Regions from separate parts of the Zea mays genome. Here all the other regions are linked to region 3. Evidence: chromatin contacts called from public ChIA-PET and Hi-C data. All regions are on one chromosome and are shown on one strand. The core of a region is the stretch at or near the end of the contact, and the rest is flanking DNA. Distances in the headings are between cores, read along the strand shown.

Region 1 (3,108 bases), core at 154-2,653, 220 kb after region 3:
ACAATTGACTAAGAATTATAATCATTTTTTCACTTTGTAAAATAATAGTTTGCAATATATTCAAACTCAGTCCAAATGCCACTTTACGTGCACATAGAAGTTAATAGCCAAATAGCAGTGCAAGGAACATAGCATAAAGTAAGTGCAACTTATTTAAACACTTAAACTTCTTGTTTTTGTGGTTTTGTCTAAAGTTGCACTTTTTTGTCCTTTAATCCAACTCATTTAGACTTTGTATCTTCAATTTGCTCGAATTGAACCTGTGCTTATGCTCATACAAAGATGGTTAATTCGTAGTCTTGTGTTGAGCAGTTAATCACCAAAACACTTAGAAATGGCTCAAATTACATTTCTCTTTCATTCATCGCGCACTCCAACTGGCCTCATGCCACCGTCCGACTTCTAAGCGTCATACTACACCGTATATTTTACATATAGAAAAAAATAGATGATTATTCATAGAAAAATTGTAGTGTAGTAATATGTAAAAATGTATATTTTTTGAAAATATAATAAGGTGTGAACACTAATATATACAAATCGACACAAACTCTTAACCCAAAATCCTAACCTAAGCTCAACGTAAACCTCTAATAGCCCAAGCTCAGCGCAAATCCTAACCCGAGCTCAGTGTGAACACTAACCTAAGTTTGACGCAAAGCCCCTACCTCGAGCTTAGCACCAAACCCCAAGGTTGTCTTAGGTGGGTAGTGTAAAGTAGAGGATATGTAACTGTAGATAACATTGTTTGACACTGTTTACAGAGTCAAGTTTAAAATAGAAGATAAAATATGAAATAAAATAGAATACCTGATGGAGATGGCCTAACATCCTAAACATGACATGAAATTATAACTCAAGCTCTGGGCAAAATCTAACATAAGCTCAGCACAACCCGTAACCCAAGCTCAACATAAAACTCTAATTTTATATATGTGTGATTTTTGTCAAGTTCAACAAAAAATAGAGTGATTTCGTTTTAATTATCAAACCCAGAATTGAAATGGATCTATTTTACATCCTGTGTGCAAGTACTAGAGCCGAGGTCTCACGAGTAGCAGAGAACCAGTCACGCCCTCAAGTCGTGCTTGTGTGCAGTTGGAAAGCGTGATAATAGGCGCCAAACAATAATTTGGATCTGTATAGGGCGTGACAACGGTTATGTTTAGGGGCGATAACATATATCACACGATCGTGATCCATCGGTAAAAAAGTTAGAAACGTTATTATTATTCACATAAATGAAGTCCTAAACGAAATTTCCAGTTACGGTTTCATACTTCCATAGTTCCATCACTACTAGCTCCACTTCCACCCGAGACCTAAAACGAAAGCAGGGGCAAAACAGTCATTTCCAACTGCAAAGTCTCAGGTTTTCTTTGGGCACCAAAACCAACCTACATCCAACTCATTTTTGTTTTGCTCCTTTTCTTTTCGCCTTCCTTCTTTTTCATTCCCCGCTGCCGCTGCGGCGCTGCCTGCCTCTGCCCCTCCCCACCTCGCCTTTTTTTTCCATTTCTTTTTTCGTTTTCCCATTTTCCGCCGTGGATTCCCATGGTCACCACCACAGTGAAGTCCCGACCGCCGCATGCTTCCTTCGCCATGAGCGGCGGCCGCCGCCGCTCTTCGCCGGTGGCGCCTTCCTGCTCCTCCGTCCCCGGGTCAGTTCCACTCCTCGAACCCCCGTCCTCATCCTTTTCTCTCTCCTTCTTGCAATCCTGAAGCGAAGGAAACTGCTCTTCTCTCTGAACTCTGAAGTGGTGGTGCTGGGTGGTTTAAGCTTGATCCATGCTTCAACTGATTAAAAGCATCGATTTTTTTTTTCTGTTTAGACTATTATGTTTTTTTAATTTTATCCTGAGGTTTTGTTTGCCGATAAGCTGCTATTCGTTACCACTTACCATATTCGGTGATCAACTGCAGCCATGTGCTGATTCTTTTGAGGCCGCCGCGTGTTGGGTTTCTTGCAGGCGTTCGTTGGTTCCGCTATGCTGCTTGATCTTGGTGCTCCTTTCTTTCTCCATGTCGTCGTCCGCGGTGGCGGCGGAGGATTGCGTTGAGGATAGTGACGGCGCTGATGGCGACGGTTGCTGTCTCAGCTTCCGGGATGTGTGTGCCGACCGGAGCTCCTTCTGCTTCTCGTCCTCGGTGGCTCAGATGTTGCTTGCAAGCGAGGACGCCGCCGAGGCGCCGGATTTGGAGCTGCCAAGGGGCTGGGAACCGTCGTCTCTGCCATTGTCCTTCCCGATGTCCGGCGGCGGAGGCATGGTAACTTGCTCTTCTGTTGACTCGTCGCTCACACGGGCGCGCGATGGATTGGGACGAGGTGACGACGCTAGAGCGAGGTATGACGTCGCGTCATGCCAGGCGCCGCTTGTGCCTGACAATTGGATGCGGGCATCTGCTGGGGTGCCCATGGAGGTGGAGGGCCCTGCCACAGATGCCGACCCGAGTGGTCTTCAAAGCCCCTTGTCGATGAATGTGGAAATTAACCCCCCGGTGCTGGATTGGGGCAGGAGCGACTTGTATGCTGCAACCAAGGCCAACTTGACCGTGGTGAATTTGAACAAGAACAGTGCCCTGCGTCTGTATGAACCCTTCAGCACTGACCCCCAGTTTTATGTGTATGGTTATGAGGATCTGGAGCTGCAGCCTGGGGAGAACGCCACAGTCACCTTCGTTTTCTTGCCAAAGTTGTTAGGCTCTTCATCAGCTCATCTAGTTGTGCAGACAAATTTTGGCGGATTTATTATACATGCAAAGGGCATGGCTGTCAGTTCACCCTATCAGATACTGCCATTGACAGGGATAGATGTTCTTATAGGTGGACAGCTAGAGAGGAACTTATCGATATACAACCCATATGACGATACTCTCTATGTTGAGGAAGTGTCTGTTTGGATGTCTTCATTGGAGAGCACAAGGTATTCTTCTCACCTTGTCTGCCAGCTGGGCCCCTTTGATGGAGCATTGGAGCTATCCTCTTCACGTAGCAACTGGTATACAGCAAGCAGTGAAGAATTTAGATGGCCAGTGGTCAATATCAGGCCTAGTGAACAATGGGAGGTGCTTCCTTCAAAGAGGAACACTGTGATTGAGTTAAAGCTG
Region 2 (3,017 bases), core at 398-2,897, 140 kb after region 3:
CGGGCTAAGCCCCGGAAGACGGCGAACTCCGCTCCGCCCGACCCAGGGCTCGAACTTGGGCTCGGCCCCAGAAGACGACGAATTCTGCTCCGCCCGACCCAGGGCTCGGACTTGGGCTCAGCCCCAGAAGACGACGAACTCCGCTTCGCCCGACCCCAGGACTCGAACTCCGCCCTGGCCTCAGCCAACGGCCTCCGCCTCGCCCGACCTAGGGGCTCGGACTCGACCTCAACCACGGAAGACGGACTCGACCTCGACCTCGGAGGAGCCTCCACATCGCCCAACCTAGGGCGCGGGCCGGCCACGTCAACGGGAGGCGCCATCATTACCCTACTCCAAGCTGACTCAGGCTACGGGGAACAAGACCGGCGTCCCATCTGGCTCGCTCCGCCAGATAGGCAATGATGGCGCCCCGCACGCTCCCTGACGATGGCGGCTCTCGGCCCCCTTATGGAAGCAAGAGGACGTCAGCAAGGACTCGACAGCCCCGACAGCTGTCCCTCCGCCAGGCTCCAGCGCTCCTCCGATGGCCACGACATCACACAGACCGGGCGCCAAAACCTCTCCGGCCGCCACGATGGCGTGTACTTAGGGCGCTAGCTCTCCTCCGCTAGACACGTAGCACTCTGCTACACCCCCCATTGTACACCTGGATCCTCTCCTTACGCCTATAAAAGGAAGGATCAGGGCCCTCTTAGAGAGGGTTGGCCGCGCGGGGACGAGGATGAGACAGGCGCTCGCTTGAAGCCGCTCGCTCCCTCTCCCGCGTGGACGATTGTAACCCCCTACTGCAAGCGCACCCGACCTGGGCGCGGGACGAACACGAAGACCGCGGGATTTCCACCTCTCTCACGCCTGTCTCCGGCCACCTCACTTCCCCCCTTCGCGCTCGGCCTCGCGTCGACCCATCTGGGCTGGGGCACGCGGCGACATTCACTCGTCGGCTTAGGGACCCCCGGTCTCGAAACGCCGACACTATGATTGTAGCTTCGGCTGAAAGATGTTTCTCATAATTAAAGTTGTTGAAGAATTATGAACTATCTGGGATCAACTAGGTCACAAGAAAGGTTAAATGGTTTGGCTATATGCTCTATCGAAAAGGATATCTTGGACACAATTGACATCAATACCGTTCTTGATGATTTTGTATTAAGGAATATCTAAAGAAGTATATTTTAATGTGAAGCAATGGATGCGATGAAGTTTTATTCTTTATTAAGGTAATCATATTGGCTCCAATGTATAAATATATTATTATTTTGGTCAAATTTATTCCTCAATAATTATCAGACATGTTAAATTAGATATTAGTGTTTTTGTTTTGCAAGTAAAATTTAAAAATATAAGGTCTAGAGGGCCTTGATGAGTTCGTCTTAGGCCCTTAAAATTGTAGAACCGGGGCTGAAAGAAAGTTCGAATATTTTTATAATAAGGTCTATGTCGTCATTGGTGGGGCTTCAGACACCCTTTTCTGCAATTTTTGAGTTTCGATATACAAATTTTAAATTTCGAATATTATTAAATGTAAAAATAAAAAACTACCACTCTTGCGTCAAAACGCTGGGCTGTAACTTTAGGCCTTCAATGATAGCCTGCCCGGCCCATGTGGGCACGTTTCCTCTTCTTCGTTCTCTCCCCCATCCCAATCGTGCGTGTTCCTCACTCCTCAGCTCCGACCTTCACGGGGCCCACGGGGCCCGACGCCCGGCGGCTTTACTCAGGGCACCATGGCCTTCTCTTCGTCACTGGCGCCGTTCTTCCCACCTTCTGGAACCTTCCGAGCCCATCCCGCTAGGAGGCTGCGGGCCGATGCACCCGGGAGATTCGTGGCGTCCTGCTTGCCCCCTCCCGACGTCGTGGTGACGCGCGAGCAGGGAAAGAACGCCAGGCTCATCTCCGCGCTGGTAAGTCTCTCAATGGATCCTTTGTCCATTGTACTTTCTTGTTGAAATCAGATTGTTGAAGGCCCGGAGGGGTGGCAAGACGAACGGCTTGGGCGCTATTGGTGCTGTGGTGGGTAGCATACTGATTTCCTGCACGAAGGGTTAGCACAGGGTTTTCTATTTAGAACTTCATGGGCCTCACTGCCTCTATGACCTTTCGGAACTGTTGCCAGGATCAGGAGTTTATTATATTAGTCAGTACTTCTAGATTCCTGTGGTTGAAACTTGAAATGTAGTGTTATTTACCAGAAAGTAACTTTTTCTTCGGTTCCATGCGATTCCTTCCTCTTTTCATATGTTTCGTGCGAAGCCTGATGGCCATACTGCATTGCTGATTCTGATTCATTTTTGTTTCGGAATTTTCTCGAGGTGACTTGAATCATGGTCTTTTACTCCTTAATTGATGATAACAAAACCTTGTAGTTTAATAAAACAGTTCTCGCATACTTTGGCTGATTGGTGCCTTGACATAGATTTTCTGACTGGATTATGTAGGAAAAGCATAATGTACACCCTCTGGAACTTCCTCTTATTAAGCATGTTGAAGGCCCTGATACAGATAGGCTTTTAGATGTCCTACGTAGTAAGTGCTACAGTCTTTTTCCTTTTTTGTGATCTGAACACCGTTCATCTGCTGAATTACATTTGGAGAGTTTCATTCTTTGGATATGCAGCATACAGCATCCATTTTCTCCAGCAGATATTATAGTTGTTCATTTCTATTTGTACTCGTCTCGCACTTGTATAGAACTGCAACGAAAACCCGTATTTTAGTCAATGCTATTCTGTACTTACAGATGACAAGTTCGACTGGATTATTGTAACCTCTCCTGAGGCAGCTGCAGTGTTCCTTCAGGGATGGAAGTAAGCATCAAGTATAAATTGCCGTTATGTGCACGATGTTGTTATACAAGTAGTAATTATGCCTCAGTTTACAGTTCATTCTTTATACCTTGTCATGCCATAGATTTGTGTTTTATTGGCTAACAAAAAGCACAGTCTTGTTGGTGCTAGAGTCTTTTACAGGCATATAATCCTTGGTTTCATATCATTGGTGCATATCATCCCCAGTTC
Region 3 (3,240 bases), core at 522-3,021:
CTCAGTGAGAAACTGATGGAGAGCACGAGACAAGTACCCGTCTGCAGAGTCGACCCAAAAACACGAATGGAAGAATCAAATTGGGTGCGAACCATAGTAGAAAAAATCTGATAGACAATGAGCACGAGAGCCTGTGACTCCAAGAAATACACCCATGTAAATGAGAAAAATCATCAATTTTTTTAACCGAAAGGAGTTCCCCCCATTTTATTATGAAATAGGTACAAAATCAGAACTGTCCAACATCTTTGTTATTACATGACCAGCGCATGGCTTGGACAACAAACTCCTAATCTACATCACTCCAGAACAAGAAAGGAAAAGGAATTACATTGCCAACACCCACATACAGCTGAACCATGCCCAATAGGACCATGAGCCAACAATTTAGCTCCCAATACCAGCTAAAGTCTAGGAATATGAAAAGAGGCGAAATAGCAGCATGATGTCCGAACAAGGCTAAACCGAACAACACAACAACGTCCCAATGATTTAATTACATAATACGTCTGTCGATTGACGTCCATCCAAAAGCTCTCTGTTAAACACATATTTAACAACTCCTGTGATGAGTTTGCTTCTGAATTCCAGCTTCTTTCTTGCCATCCCTCTTTCAAAACGAAGGTAGCAGGACCCATACATAAGAGTGAACAAGATCAAAAGATTGAGTAGACACAGTCTGACTACTAGGATAGAGAAACTGTAGCTGTTTGACAAGCTTACATCCCATACAAAGGAGGGATGTATCACTAAAAACCTTCCCAAGAACACCACTACAGACAAGTGATGACATGCGAGACTCACACATGTGACCAAGACGATAGTGCTACTTCGTCAGCTTCCTTCGTGGTCTCTTTAGTTGCCACTTGTTTGCCTCAGTTAGGGCCACAGTCAAGTGCCTCGTTGTTATGTATCGTATTGCTCTGGGTTCTTGACTCAAGAGTTTATTTCTCTTTATTCTTTGAGTCCATCTAATTCCTTATTTGTTAACACTGCTGATGGCACTTCCCACGCTGTTCACAGTCATGGCACCCTTCACACTTCTTGGTTTATGGTTCCTTCTGTTTCTCACATTCTTGATCTTAATTTACAATTGCTATCTGCTTGTTGGCTCACAGATCATGATTGCCGTATCATTCTTGAGTCTGACTCTTGCTTTGTTCAGGATCAGTATATGGGACCCTGCTGGCCGCTGGTTTCGTGATCTTCTTCTTCCTTCAACTTCCACTTGATGCGAGTCCTCCTCCACTAATGATGCCACAACTTTTGTCGCCACTATTTCAATTAGCTTATATATACATAGATATCGTTACTTTGTAGTTTTACTCGTGGTCTCTAAGAATCAATTTGATGTCATTTATCCTTTATCCTCTCTCTATATAAAGACTATTTCCTTTTCTCTATTCATTTTTATACCATAGACAACCGATTAAGCAAAACTAAAATATATACAATTGATGTTACAATAAATAGGCATGTACAATTTTTTAAATAAAATATATTATTGATATAGAATTTTAATGTACTCACCCCGTTTTAAAATATAGTTCTTTTTAGCCATCTTTTTTCTGTCTACATCCATCCCAACAATAATGGATGTAGATATATATACAAGCTACATTCGTAGATGAATTAATTAATGTTTGTTTAGTCTAAAACTAATTATATTTTAGGAGGGAGGAAGTATATAATAAGATATAAATGATGTTTTTTAGAAAAAGATAGAATCTTTTAGATAATTTTAAAGTTACGGGGGGAGGGATGCAACCTCAGGGATGCGAACTGAATGTCGAAACGAACTTTCAGCCCATTTACAGCCCGACACCGTCTCCAGGACTCCAGCCGACACCGTCTTCAGCCACCATCATCTCCTTCGCCGCAGAAGAGATTGGAGCTGAAGAGAGGAAGCAGCGCGTCCTCGCCTAAAGCCCTCGCCGCCCTCTTTCGGCTCCTCGCCTCTCGTCCACGCGCGACGACGTGTCGGCAAACACTCAGTCCATCACTCCATCCCAAGGTGTCACTCCTAATTCTCCACCTCTTTCTTCCCCTTGCCTCACAATTTCCCTGTGGCCCCTGGGATTTCGATCAAATCTGATCGTGCAGCACCGATTTTCCCGCAGACTCGCGAGGCGATGGTGGACGCGTGGTGGCCTCTGCTGGGCGCGGCGATCCCGGCGCTGGTGGCGGGTCAGTTTGTCCGCATCAAGCGCCGCCGCGACGAGGAGCAGCGCCTCAAGGCGGCGCGCGGGCGGGAGAAGAGCTCCGACGAGGTATTCGTCTGCGAGCGCGTGTGCACCTCCAAGCGTATGCTCAAGAAGGTAGGGGCCTTCTCCAAGGACCCCATACCGGAGACCTGCGTCACCGTCTGCGGCGTCTCTGAACTCGACGCCTGCGCCGACGCTTGCGCGCGCACCGTCTGCGTCAACCAGCACCAGGTGCCCAATTGGAACGACGTCTGCCTCAAGAGGTGCCAGAGCGAGTGTCTCAAACTCTCCTCAAACCTCATGTAATGACCATCTCGCTATTGTGCTGCGCTCCTTATATACCACCCCGTCAGGTTCTTCTCTGCTTCTATCCATATCATGGTTGAGGAACTTCAGACGTCGATAACCGAAATTTATATATCTCAAGGAATTGGAGTGAGTGAATGTAGCTGGTCAAGGCGGTTATGTCTTTCATTACATTGGCTCTTGCACATTTCTCTTCGGCAGAATTTGTTTCCCTACCGAAGATTTGTTTCTCTTTGGCAGAATTTGTTTCCAACTAATTGTGAGTACTAGGTACCATATCCTGTTTTTTGAGTCACAACAGGACCTCTGAGTTCTCCCGGATGAATGCTGATTTCGACATTGATTTTTAGTTGGTTGCTTATGTCTTCTAATAATTGAATTATTTTTATGGATTGAATATTATAAATTTCTAGGGTGGTGGTTTGATGGATGTTGCATAATGACATGTATTTCCCTTCACAGTCTAAGCAAAGAGGTAAGAACTCTGAAATACTTGTGGGCTTCATATTCAATTTTTTTAATAACCCATATTCAAAATTTAGATGTGTGGTTTTAAGGTTTCTGAGAGTTAAAATTTGTCAGTACCGTTATATAGAATAATCATGCTTGTTGGAGTACCTGCTTTCCAGTGCAAAATGCAAATATCCAAGTTTGCGATCATGTCAGTTTAGACGATGTGATTAGTTGATGTCATGCCTCATTTTATTTGACCATCTTGATTGTACCTCAT

Evidence for each region. A called contact is a pair of places that touch in the nucleus more often than the background predicts. ChIA-PET counts read pairs in DNA pulled down with a chosen protein or histone mark.
Region 1: a Hi-C map of leaf shows a contact between it and region 3, with 3 times the contacts expected there. The contact joins the promoter of LOC103631819 here to the promoter of LOC100276776 in region 3. A contact is called at or near these places in 5 of 25 Hi-C or Micro-C datasets (ear, leaf, leaf mesophyll and 1 more).
Region 2: an H3K4me3 ChIA-PET map of seedling shows a contact between it and region 3, with 4 times the contacts expected there. The contact joins the promoter of LOC100192907 here to the promoter of LOC100276776 in region 3. A contact is called at or near these places in 5 of 25 Hi-C or Micro-C datasets (ear, endosperm, leaf and 2 more) and 1 of 3 datasets of contacts at active chromatin or transcription factors (seedling).

Annotation. Positions count from the first base shown.
Region 1 is chr1:18,168,340-18,171,447 of Zm-B73-REFERENCE-NAM-5.0, forward strand. It overlaps LOC103631819, which reads left to right and starts at 1,404. Exons shown (of 4, transcript XM_008653534.3): 1 at 1,404-1,661; 2 at 1,971-3,108. The coding sequence starts at 1,555.
Region 2 is chr1:18,079,047-18,082,063 of Zm-B73-REFERENCE-NAM-5.0, forward strand. LOC100192907 reads left to right here and starts at 1,648. Exons shown (of 10, transcript NM_001138094.1): 1 at 1,648-1,904; 2 at 2,439-2,526; 3 at 2,741-2,807. The coding sequence starts at 1,728.
Region 3 is chr1:17,943,321-17,946,560 of Zm-B73-REFERENCE-NAM-5.0, forward strand. LOC100276776 reads left to right here and starts at 1,772. Exons shown (of 2, transcript NM_001150489.2): 1 at 1,772-2,014; 2 at 2,121-2,785. The coding sequence starts at 1,787. The coding sequence ends at 2,510.